Linked DNA regions of Sus scrofa: region 2 is linked to region 1. The links are chromatin contacts, called in public Hi-C maps. All regions are on one chromosome and are shown on one strand. The core of a region is the stretch at or near the end of the contact, and the rest is flanking DNA. Distances in the headings are between cores, read along the strand shown. Region 1 overlaps POLR1A (DNA-directed RNA polymerase I subunit RPA1). Region 2 has its middle 13 kb from the start of ATOH8.

What was found. A called contact is a pair of places that touch in the nucleus more often than the background predicts.
Region 2: a Hi-C map of omental adipose tissue shows a contact between it and region 1, with 1.9 times the contacts expected there. A contact is called at or near these places in 5 of 47 Hi-C or Micro-C datasets (embryonic fibroblasts, fibroblasts, mesenteric adipose tissue and 2 more) and 1 of 2 datasets of targeted methods (skeletal muscle).

Annotation. Positions count from the first base shown.
Region 1 is chr3:58,700,159-58,705,645 of Sscrofa11.1, reverse strand. It overlaps POLR1A (DNA-directed RNA polymerase I subunit RPA1), which reads right to left. Exons shown (of 34, transcript XM_005662406.3): 13 at 784-1,038. Among named protein-coding and RNA genes, the nearest start is that of POLR1A, 33 kb to the right of the region's middle.
Region 2 is chr3:59,012,361-59,017,525 of Sscrofa11.1, reverse strand. No RefSeq gene overlaps it. Among named protein-coding and RNA genes, the nearest start is that of ATOH8, 13 kb to the right of the region's middle.

The DNA of each region.
Region 1 (5,487 bases), core at 2,221-4,720:
CAGGGCTCGCACAGGGGAAAAAACAAAAGCCACAAGGATCTGGGCGCTGCTGGCCCTTCCTCCTTGGCTCTGTGCCCTCGGGCAAGTTGGCCCATTTCTCCATGAGTAAATGTGGATGTTGGCAGCACCTATGCCATGGACTGTGGGGAGCATGAAAGAGAGGCCTCCAAGGTGCCCTGTACAGAGCCTGGCACTGAGAAAGTGCTTGGCAAATGGCAGCCATAGTTCTTTACTGTTATTACTACCCAGTCTTGTATATGCTGCACTGCAACCCAAATGAATGAGGGGTAACTGAATCACTCTGCTGCAAACGAGGGAAGGGATTCCAGAGGAGATTCCTCATGGGCGGGAGGGGAATTTTATCTGCACTCTTGGAGGTAAGCTGTCTCTTAAAACTCCTGCGTGTCCAAACGCAATGATCAAGGTCATCTCTGGACCTTAGGGACCGTCACAGTTGGGATGCTAATGCTTGCCAGAGGCGCAATGTTATAGAATCCAAACAGTCTGGAAGACAAGACCTACGATGCAGCTACTAAACTCAGCTTTCTGAGAGGACTGCTACAACCTCTCTCTTGGCATCTTAAGATGGAGCAAGAGAGAAACCTTTCCTGCCCCTAAGCAAACCAGAGGGCTGAAGACCCCACCTGGAAGAAGCCAAGACCCTCTGTTCCATGCGCCCCTGCTCTGGAGATACCCACTGACTCCGGAAGATGGTGAGGGCCTGGACCCGAATTACCAAGCTATGCTGGCGATGACGTGCAACCACCTCAAGGTCAGACCCACCTTGGGCACAAGGTACTGTTGGTCTGTGCAAGCCAGGACGTAGGCCTCGGCCCGGCCCAGTTCACTCTGAGGGAAGTGGGCGTTCATCTCGTCTCCATCAAAGTCAGCATTGTAGGCCTTGCAGTTGGCATAGTGGAGCCGCAGGACCTTTTCCTCGGGCAGGATGCGGGCACGATGCGCCTGGATGGAGGGCCGGTGCAGGGTGGGCTGTCGGTTCAGGAGGAGAATGTCTCCATTTTTCACATGCCGGCACACCTGGGGGCAGAGTGGAGAGTGGGAGGTGAGCAAGGCAACTTCAGCATCACTGCTACCTCGGCCCGGGGCTGAGTGTAGCTTCTGCCTATCTCATGTTCTATTCAACTAAATGAAAGGAGAACTTTTGAGTTTCCTGGTGACCTAGCAGTTAAGGATTCAGCAGTGTCATTGCTATGGCATGGGTTTGATCCCTGGCCTGGGAATTTCTGCATGCTATGCAAGTGGCCAAAAAAATCCTTTTAGTCTGGAGTGAAACCCTAGAAATCTTTGAGAAACAGCTTACTAAGTCCCTTTGGTGCTCTGAGAAATTGCTGCTAGCACAGCACAGTCCCTGGCTCTGGGCTCAGAGGTATAATCAAATGAGGCTCCAGGCCCCCTCCAGTAATCTCTGTCTTCTTAGAGATGCATGGCCTTCCCAGAGCCTGGAATTCCTCTGAGGATTAATCTGAAGAAAGAAATGGACATACCTGAGGATGGCCCATCAACACATGACCATAAAACTCCTGGGTTCGGAAGGACTTGGCAGACCTCTAGAATCCCCCAGCAGTCCCACATGAGAATGTTATTCTCAGTGTGAACTCAATGTCGTAGAGATCCTTGCCCACTCTCACTCGGCAGAGCCAGGACTGAAACACAGGGTTCTGGATTCCCAGTCCAATGCTCTCTGAAAATGTTTTACTGCACTTAAAAATTAATAAGAAGTTTAAATTGCCACTCTCTTTTGGGAAAGTGATTTCACAGGAGATCTCAGAACACTTAAAACTCATTTCCTTTTGGCCTTTCAGGATTAAAAAAAGTGCCAGCCGACGTTTTAAGACCATGTATGTTTACGCAGCAGTGTTTACTGTGGAAAAACTGAGAAAAACCCGAGTTCTCACTGTGACAAGGTGGGTTAGGATCCGGTGTTGTCTCTGCAGTGGCAAAGGTTCGATCCTCAGTCCTGGGCAGTGGCTTAAGGATCCGGCGTTGCTGCAACTATGGCATTAGGTTGCACCTGTGGTTCAGATTCCATCTCTGGCCCAGGAACTTCCATATGCCATGGGTGTGGCTAAAAAACCTCCCACAATTAGGAAAAACCTGGCTGGCCCATAGCAGGGCATGGGTGGATAAATCATGGTATGTAGTGCGGAATGTTATGTATGGATGAAAAAGGATGACTGAACTCTACACCAGTCTGGCAGTGATGAGTATGATGTACTCCAGTAAAAGAGAGCCAATCCAGGTGCCATCTAAGGTGACAGGATGAGGCAATTTAAAACCTAACCCACACTCTGGATGCTCGTCAGACTGTATAAATCTTTCTCCTTTAAAAACCCAACCCAGGAGTTTCTGTTGTGGCTCAGTGGTTAACGAATCTGACTAGGAACCATGAGATTGCGGGTTGGATCCCTGGCCTCGCTCAGTAGGTTAAGGATCCGGCATTGCCGTGAGCTGTGGTGTAGGTCGAAGATGCGGCTTGGATCCTGAGTTGCTGTGGCTCCGCTGTAGGCCAGCAGCTATGCTCCGATTCGACCCCTAGCCTGGGAACCTCCATATGCCGTGGGAAGCAGCCCAAGAAATGGCAAATAGACAAAATAAATAAATAAATAAATAAAATAAAAACCCACCCAAATCTCCATTTTACATACATGAGGGAAAAGGATGCTTAGAGCCTCATCAAGCTGTGCCTATGGCCCCCTCGGGAGGAGTGAGGCAGAGGGCATCATCACCTTCGCCTTTGCACATCTTAGGGATGTTCGGGTTACAATGAGTGCGTACGACTGTTACAAAGCTTTTAAAAAAGATCTTCAACGACTTCTGGAGAAAGCAAGAAAAAAAATCAGTGATATGCTGATTGTAGGGGAAAATATAGAAAATGCAGGCAAACTTAAAGAGAAAGAAAACCACAAGTAATTTTAAAGATAGCCACGGATCACACTTTTTTGTTCCTTAACCAATATCGACAGGCCTTTGGTCATGTCCTCCTCTCACAAAGCTGACTTTGGTGTAAGGCCCTTAATCTTACGTTATTTTAACTACGGGGCTTCCTAAATGATAGAGAGAGATACTACTTTAATCACAACTGCGACCCCCATCATTCTGCAGGCTGCTTTTAGCAGTCCAGAGGAGTTACAGACACTCCATGGGACCTCCCCCCACCTCAAGTCTCCCCTAAATTACCCAGCAGAAGACAGGCTGGGGGAAACAAATTACTCCAAGTCTAGTTTCTTCTTCTCACACTGTCCACATTATGAGGTTGGATCAGAAAGCTGGGTACAGAGAGGTTAGAGGTTAATAAGAAACGCTCCCCACCCCTAATTCCTGTTCAGCTAGGCTGAAAGTTTCCTCCAACTCAGGAAAGCAGGGAGCTAACCTTCAAATTCTAAAAGGCAGGCCTAAAAGCAGCTCCCCAGGGAACTCAAACTCGTCCTTCGCCTGCCCCCACATCCTTGTTTCCACGGAGACCTGGATTCTGAGGATTCCCAGGAGGGTCTGCCCAGGGCCTGAGCTGACATTCAAGGTCTTATTTCTTCAGCTTCTCAAGGGAGAAACTGCTGGGATCTGGGGCTCAGGTCCCAAACCCCAGGAGGGGCCTCAGATCTGAGGCTCGCAAATTCAAGACATCCTCCAGCGTAAGCAAACCTCCCACAGCTGGGAAGACTTGCAGGCCTGTCTGGAAGGCACCGGCCAATCCAAACAGAAGCCCTGGAGCACACGTTGCTCCCCTCGCCAATCCAAACCTGAGGCCCTTCCTTTCTCTGGTCTCTAAATAAACACTGCGGTGAAAATTACTGCACCCCAGCGCCCGGGTCAGAGTTCTCAGAGGCAGACCCAGAGCCAAAGATCTGCTTCTGGCTGACTGCTGGGCCGGGACAAGGCCCAGGGGAAGGGCAGAGACTTCACACTTCCCAGGGTACACGGTCCTTCTAGGCACCCTTCCCCCTCCTCATCTAACCTGCACTGACCTTCCTAGGACCGGGGTCTCTCTCTCCCAGTCACATCTCCCAGTCCTTTAGCCTGGTCATGATCTACATGCAACACACTCAGCAAGACTGCTTTACAGGTAAATTTATATGTATAATATATATTACATATATATATACACACACACACATCTGTGTATATATACATCTGTGTGTATATATACACATAAAATTTTTATTTTCAGTTTATTTTTTTGGTTACATCTGCAGCATGTGGAAGTTCCTGGGCAGGGATCAAACCCATGCCACAGCAGCGACCCAAGCTGCTGCGGTGACAACACCGGATCTTAACCCGCTGCACCACAAGGGAACTCCCACAGATAAATTATAAATGCACATGTACCTGACTACATGTATAAACTTTACATATAATGTTACTGTAATTCTGGAAAATGAAGATAATCACCCTTAGTCCTCAAGTCCCAACATGAAAACCACTTTTCTTTTACAAGGTCCCTTCCTGTCTCTGACCCTGGCCACATTCTCAGGTCAAACGTGGCCCTCACAGCTTGGAGCCTCCCGAACCTCAACCTGGATCCATCCGTTCAGAACACAGGGGATTCCTGAGTGCCTCCTACAAGGTGGGTGCTTGGGAGAATGGCGGGCAGGACACCCTGCCCTTGTCCTCACGGGGTTCAAGAACTTGAGGGAGGATGGATGGGTGCATGCAGAGTGACAACACAGGGCAAGGAGCCACAGAGTTGAGGGCGGGACACATAGGGGAAACTCCATGTAAGTCGTGAGAATGGCCCACTGCAGCCCGCAGGCAGGCCACCTGTCAGGCCTGTTCTGGGGAACGTGGCCACACCTAGTGGTTTTGTGCGGCCTCGGCAGCTTGCAGGCCAAAAAGGCAGGGCTGGGTAGTTGTAACAGAGACCCTATCGCCCACAAAACCTAAAATACTCAGTATCCGGCCCTCGGCCGAAAAAGCCTGTGGACCCTGCCCTTGAGGAAAGAAGGCTTTGCTGAGCCCTGAAGGGCCAGCAGGGTTAGGGGAGTCTTGGGGATGACAGGCCAAGTGCAGAAAGAGGCCTTCAGGGACAGGACATTGCGGGGGAGGGGCTAGAAGGCAGCAGGGACAGGGGGCTTGGGATTCAAACTTAAGTTGGAAGACAACTGACTGGGCCAACCTCACTCAGTCTCACAGCTGCTCAGAAGTCCTTTCTGTCCCTTCCCACGACCTGACCAGCCTGTGGTGGCCAGGCCGACCTGCCCCCTCCTAAGCTCCCCATCTCGAACCCTGACCCCAGAGATGCTACTAGGACACGCGAAGGCAGTTCCCCCATGTATCTGCCTCATCCTCACACTCCAATAATGTCCAAACCCCCGCCCCCTCAATCCTTCTGCTTTTTCTTCAGTTGCAGATGAAGCTGCTGCTCTGCTGCCTCATCACAAAGCCCCTGAAGCACCTCCCACTTTGATCAAAGGGCTCTCCTGGGTCAAAGGTGACCTTTCTTGGGGCAAATCTGAGGCATCTTCCCTCTGT
Region 2 (5,165 bases), core at 1,791-4,290, 310 kb before region 1:
ATGGACATTTAGGTTGTTTCCATGTCTTGGCTATTGTGAATAGTGCTGCAGTGAACATGCAGGTGCATGCGTCTTTTTCAAGGAAAGTTTTGTCCAGGCATATGCCCAAGAGTGGGGTTGCTGGGTAATATGGTAGTTCTATGTATAGTTTTCTAAGGTACCTCCATACTATTTTCCATAGTGGTTGTACCAATTTACATTCCCACCACCAGTGCAGGAGGGTTTCCTTTTCTCCACATTCTCTCCAGCATTTGTTATTTGTGGACTTATTAATGATGGCCATTCTGACTGGTATGAGGTGGTATCCCATAATAGTTTTGATTTGCATTTCTCTAATAATCAGAGATGTTGAGCATCTATGGTGTTTTCTACTTACTGCTTACAATCTGTCAAGCACTGTTCTTAAGAACTTTGCCTGAATTATTTCATTTGAAATACTTTTAGGAGCTCCCTGGTGGCTCAGTGGGTTAAGGATCATTGCTGTAGCTCTGGTTACTGTTGGTTTGATCCCTGGCCTGGGAACTTCCACATGCCACTAGGTGAGGCTGAAAAGAAACACAAAAAACCCTAAAAAACCTTCTTGATCTCATTTTGCAGATGAAGAAACCATGGTATAGAAATTCTGGCAACTTCATTGATGTCCAGTTTTCATACCTGTGCTCCTCACTTTACAGTGTGCATCCAAGTGGGATGGTGAGGAGCGTTTTGGGGATGATGGGCCAGCCCTGGAGGACTATGGGGAGGGGATGAGGGGGCAGCTGCCTCAGGTGGGTAGAGAGCTTACCTCCAAGGAGGAGAGACATTCTTATTAGGGAGGGTGTGGTATCTTTCAGATGTCCTTGGGCTCAGACTCAGGTCCTTCTTGGAGGAGATGGAGACATTGAAAGAAAATAAGCTGTCTTTGATGGAGCACATCTAGTGACCAAATTGTGTCAAAAGGACTCAGATGCCAGCTTGAGGGAGCTCTTATTGGATGAAATGGGGTCGTTTGTGCATCAAAACCAAAACTGAGCAAACAAAAACCCTGTAATGAATTGAAACTTATTAAATAGGTTTAAAATTCTTGAATTCAAAATGATAATAATAAAAAGACATTTGGAGGATGCTTCAAGAAAACTAACTATTCTGAGAACTGATAAAGGGAAAGAAGATTTTAAAAAGCTACTCATGGGGCCTCCCAGTGATACAGTGCAGTTAAGGTTAGTTGGGGAGTTCCCTTCGTGGCTCAGCTGTTAACAAAACTGACTAGGATCCATGAGGATACGGGTTCAATCCCTGGCCTCGCTTAGTGGGTTAAGGATCTGGCATTGCCGTGACCTCTGCTGTAGGTCACAGACACGGCTTGGATCTTGCATTGCTGTGGCTGTTGTGTAGGCCAGTAGCTACAGCTCTGATTCAACCCCTAGCCTGGGAACCTCTATATGCTGCGGGTGCATCCCTAAAAAAAAAAAAAAAAAAAAAAAAAAAAGAGTTAGTTGGAAGGCTTTCCATGTACTCCCCAAACTCTGTTTCTCTGGCTTTTTCCAGGTCTGAGTTTCCACCATTAGAGATTCATTTCTTTGAGTTTAGAAATGTCCTGAATCATTGGAGTTCCCGTCGTGACGCAGTGGTTAACGAATCCGACTAGGAACCATGGGGTTGCAGGTTCGATCCCTGGCCTTGCTCAGTGGGTTAAGGATCTGGCGTTGCCCTGAGCTGTGGCGCAGGTCACAGACGCGGCTGGGATCCCATGCTGCTGAAGCTCTGGTGTCGGCCAGTGGCTATAGCTCCGATTCAACCCCTAGCCTGGGAACCTCCATATGCCACGGGAGCAGCCCAAGAAAAGGCAAAAAAAAAAAAAAAAAAAAAAAAAAGTCCTGAATCAGAGCCAAAGTAAACCTTGGGAAAGGTCTGTGAATGCTTTTCCTTACCAATTGTGATAGAGGGAAAATAGAGACCCCGGGGCCTGGACAGATCAGAGTTCAGCCAGAGAAGAAGGGCTGGAGGGGAAAGATCTTGGAACCATCATGGAGGGCAGGAGAACCCCCTGGACTGGCCTTCCAAAGCATAGCTCCTTGAAAGCCCAATCAGATGGAGTTTGATCCAGCAGGTGGAGAGGGTGGCAGAGATGTACATTTTATTACACACCCCAGGTGATTTGAACACAGGTTGTCCTGCTATCGTCTTCTGGAGGACACTGAACCTATTGGCACGAGTGACTTCCTGCTCCAGCAGCCCTGGACTGCTGCGACTAAGCACTTAAACAGCCTCTGCAAAGCTCACCAGGCCCCTCACCCTGGGACCTCATCACTACCGCTGGGTCCCTTTAAGACTCCAGGCCCTTCCCTGTGTGGGCAAGCTGGCACCATGGAGAAGGGACCTGGCCCCTTGGGTCGCAGCATGAGCTGCCTGCCTTTTCTCCCTCTCACAGCTTCCCTAACTGTCCCCACATGCCTAGCTTCTCCTGTGACAGCCCGCTCACTTGTCGAGGATGCTTGACAACCCTTCTTGGGCTCTGCTGGGCTTGGGACCCTACATCCCAGCCCTGGCCCTGAGGTGCCCTGGGTCCTGGATCCCTCTTTCCTCCCAGGTGCCCTCACGGGATCCTCATCCCGATCGGGAGGTTCTCTGCAGCCCCGCTGATCAGCTCGATAGCTCTGCCAGCTTTGTGGTCGGTCGGCCCGCAGTTTGGGGCCCGCTAAGCATCCTCGCTGTCCCCTTTCCCACCCTCTCACTCCACCTGCCTTTCCCTCTGGCCTCACCCATCCCTCCCTTCCTGCTTCACGGTCCTCTCCTGCTGAGATGAGCATCCATATTCCAGGACCGAGTCCATCCTTCCTAGTAACGACCCTCAGTCTCCCCTCTTACCCGGGGACTGACCGCCCAGTTTGGGGTTGACTTTCCAAGTCTGGTCCCCACATGCCCGGCCCTGACTAATGGGTCCTGGCTGAGCGTCCCTGTCCTGACACCTGGCCTTTGCCTGACCCCACGGGTAGGCTTGGGCGCCAGCCTGGGTCCTCCCCCGGCTGGCCTGTCCCCCACTGCCCGAACCTGGGTTATGACATCTTTCCACTGAGCGGCTCTTATTTTAAGAAGGCGAACACGCCGGCACTTGCGCACACACAGCCCTCCTCGCCCTGACGCCTCACGCGCTGGCGTGAAAATCCGGCTGGCCGTGTTTATTTTTTCTTCCTTTAATTTCCCCTTTAGAACAAACACCAGTCCTGTAACACCGACCACCCTCTCCTCTCAGATCCACAGTCTCGCCCCCTCCCCCCGCCACCCCCCTCCCTGCCCTCCCCTCCCAGCTGTGAATGAGAACAGGGTAAGTCTTTTAGCAGGAGGCAGAGGCCTGAATGAATTGATCCTGGCCTCCAAGCCAGCAGGGAAGGAGGGCTTGTGAGCATGTGTGTTTGCTTCTGAGAAACCCTTTGCACACCCGAAGCTCCTCTTTCTCCCCCCGCCGCCGCCCCCACCCCGTGCCTTGGAGCAAACGCCTCCCCCCACCACCCCGGCTCCTTTCACATTTGATTTGAATTCATTTTTGGTCCCATGCATTTTGTTTTCTGTTTTCTACCAGGGAGCCCGAATTGGGGCCTCAGAAAAACAAGGCCGAGCTGCCAACTGGAAATGTTTGCTCTGGGGGCGAGTTCGGAGGCTGGCGTCAGGCGGGGCAAGATCCGTGCCAGTGGAATGTGATTTGGGGGGAAGCTGCAGGTCACTCAATTGCTGGCAGCCTGCCTGGGAGCAACTGAATGCTTTCTGGGCTCTGAGTATGTGTGTGTGTGTGTGCGCGCGCGTGCGTGTGTGGAGACTTTTTCCCCTCATGCAAACAGAGCCCTGGAGACATGGAGACAGAAGCATTAGGAAGAAACTAGACAGGGGTTTGAAAATTAGGGGAACTGGGGGGATTAGGCAGGTGGGGGTGGGAACAGAGTGCTGGGGTCTGTGCGGCCCCTTTATCCAGCAACCGCTGTGTTCTCTGCCTAGAGTCAGGGGGCCCCACAGGAGCACGGGGAGATGAAGGCCAGCCCGGCCCCGGTAACTCATGGGCTCTTTGGAGAAGCAAGGCTGCCAGGACAGAACACAGTTGGGCCAGGCTGGAAGTTTCCCAGAGTCCGTTGCAGGAATGGCCAAGGGTGTTCAGGGAAGGGTAGTGTCTGAGCCCCGAAGCAGCAAGTTTCCCTGCTTATGATGAGGTTACTTCCTAATAAGTCCATCATAAGTTGAAAATACTGTTAAGTCGAAAATGCATTTAAGGAGTTCCCATTGTGGCCAGTGGGTTAAGAAACTGACTAGTATTCATGAGGATGCAGCAGGTTCAATCCCTGGCCTCACTCAGTGGGTTAAGGATCCAGCGTTGCCATGAGCTGTGGTGTAGGTTGCAGACACGTCTCAGATCTGGCATTGCTGTAGCTGTGGCATAGGCCGGTAGCTGCAGCTCTGATTTGACCCCTAGCCTGGGAACTTCCATATACTGCAGGTGCGGCCCTAAAAAGGTAAATAAATAAATAAATGCATTTAAAACAGCTCACCTCCTGGCTATCATAGACTAGCCTAGCTGACCTTGAATGTGCTCAGGACACTTAGGTTAGCCTCTAGTTCTGTGATCATCTAAGATACAGTTTATAATAAGATGTGACGCTCTCATGTAATTGATGGAATACTGGATGGAAAGTGAAAAAGAGAAGTTGTCAGGATACAGAATGGTTGTGAGGTGGTGTGGCTGCCTCAGCCACTGCCGCCCACCCTCTCCAGAGCGTACCTGCCGTGTGTATAGGAAAAGAACGAAATTCGAAACTCCAGGTACAGTTGCTGCTCAGTGTGTATCACTTTTGCACCATCATCGAGTCGAAAAATCTTAAGTTGAACCATTGACAGTCAGGAACCCTCTGTGCCGCACTGAAAGGAAAGAAGAGGTATTCAGGACACTGTTAGTAGCTACCACGTGTCAAGCCTGTGCTGGGCCCTTTACGTGGACGATCCCTTAATCCTCTCGACAACCCACAAGAGCCAGGCATCTTTCCATCCGACACTGCAAACCAGGAAACTGAGGCCCAGAGCAATTAGGGAAGTTGGCTAAGCTCTCAGCTTGTGTGTGGTAAGCTGGGTTCAGCTCAGAGCTGTCCCACGTTCAAGCCTGACTTCTTCCCACCACTGAGGGTCCTTTTCTGCTTTACCAAGTT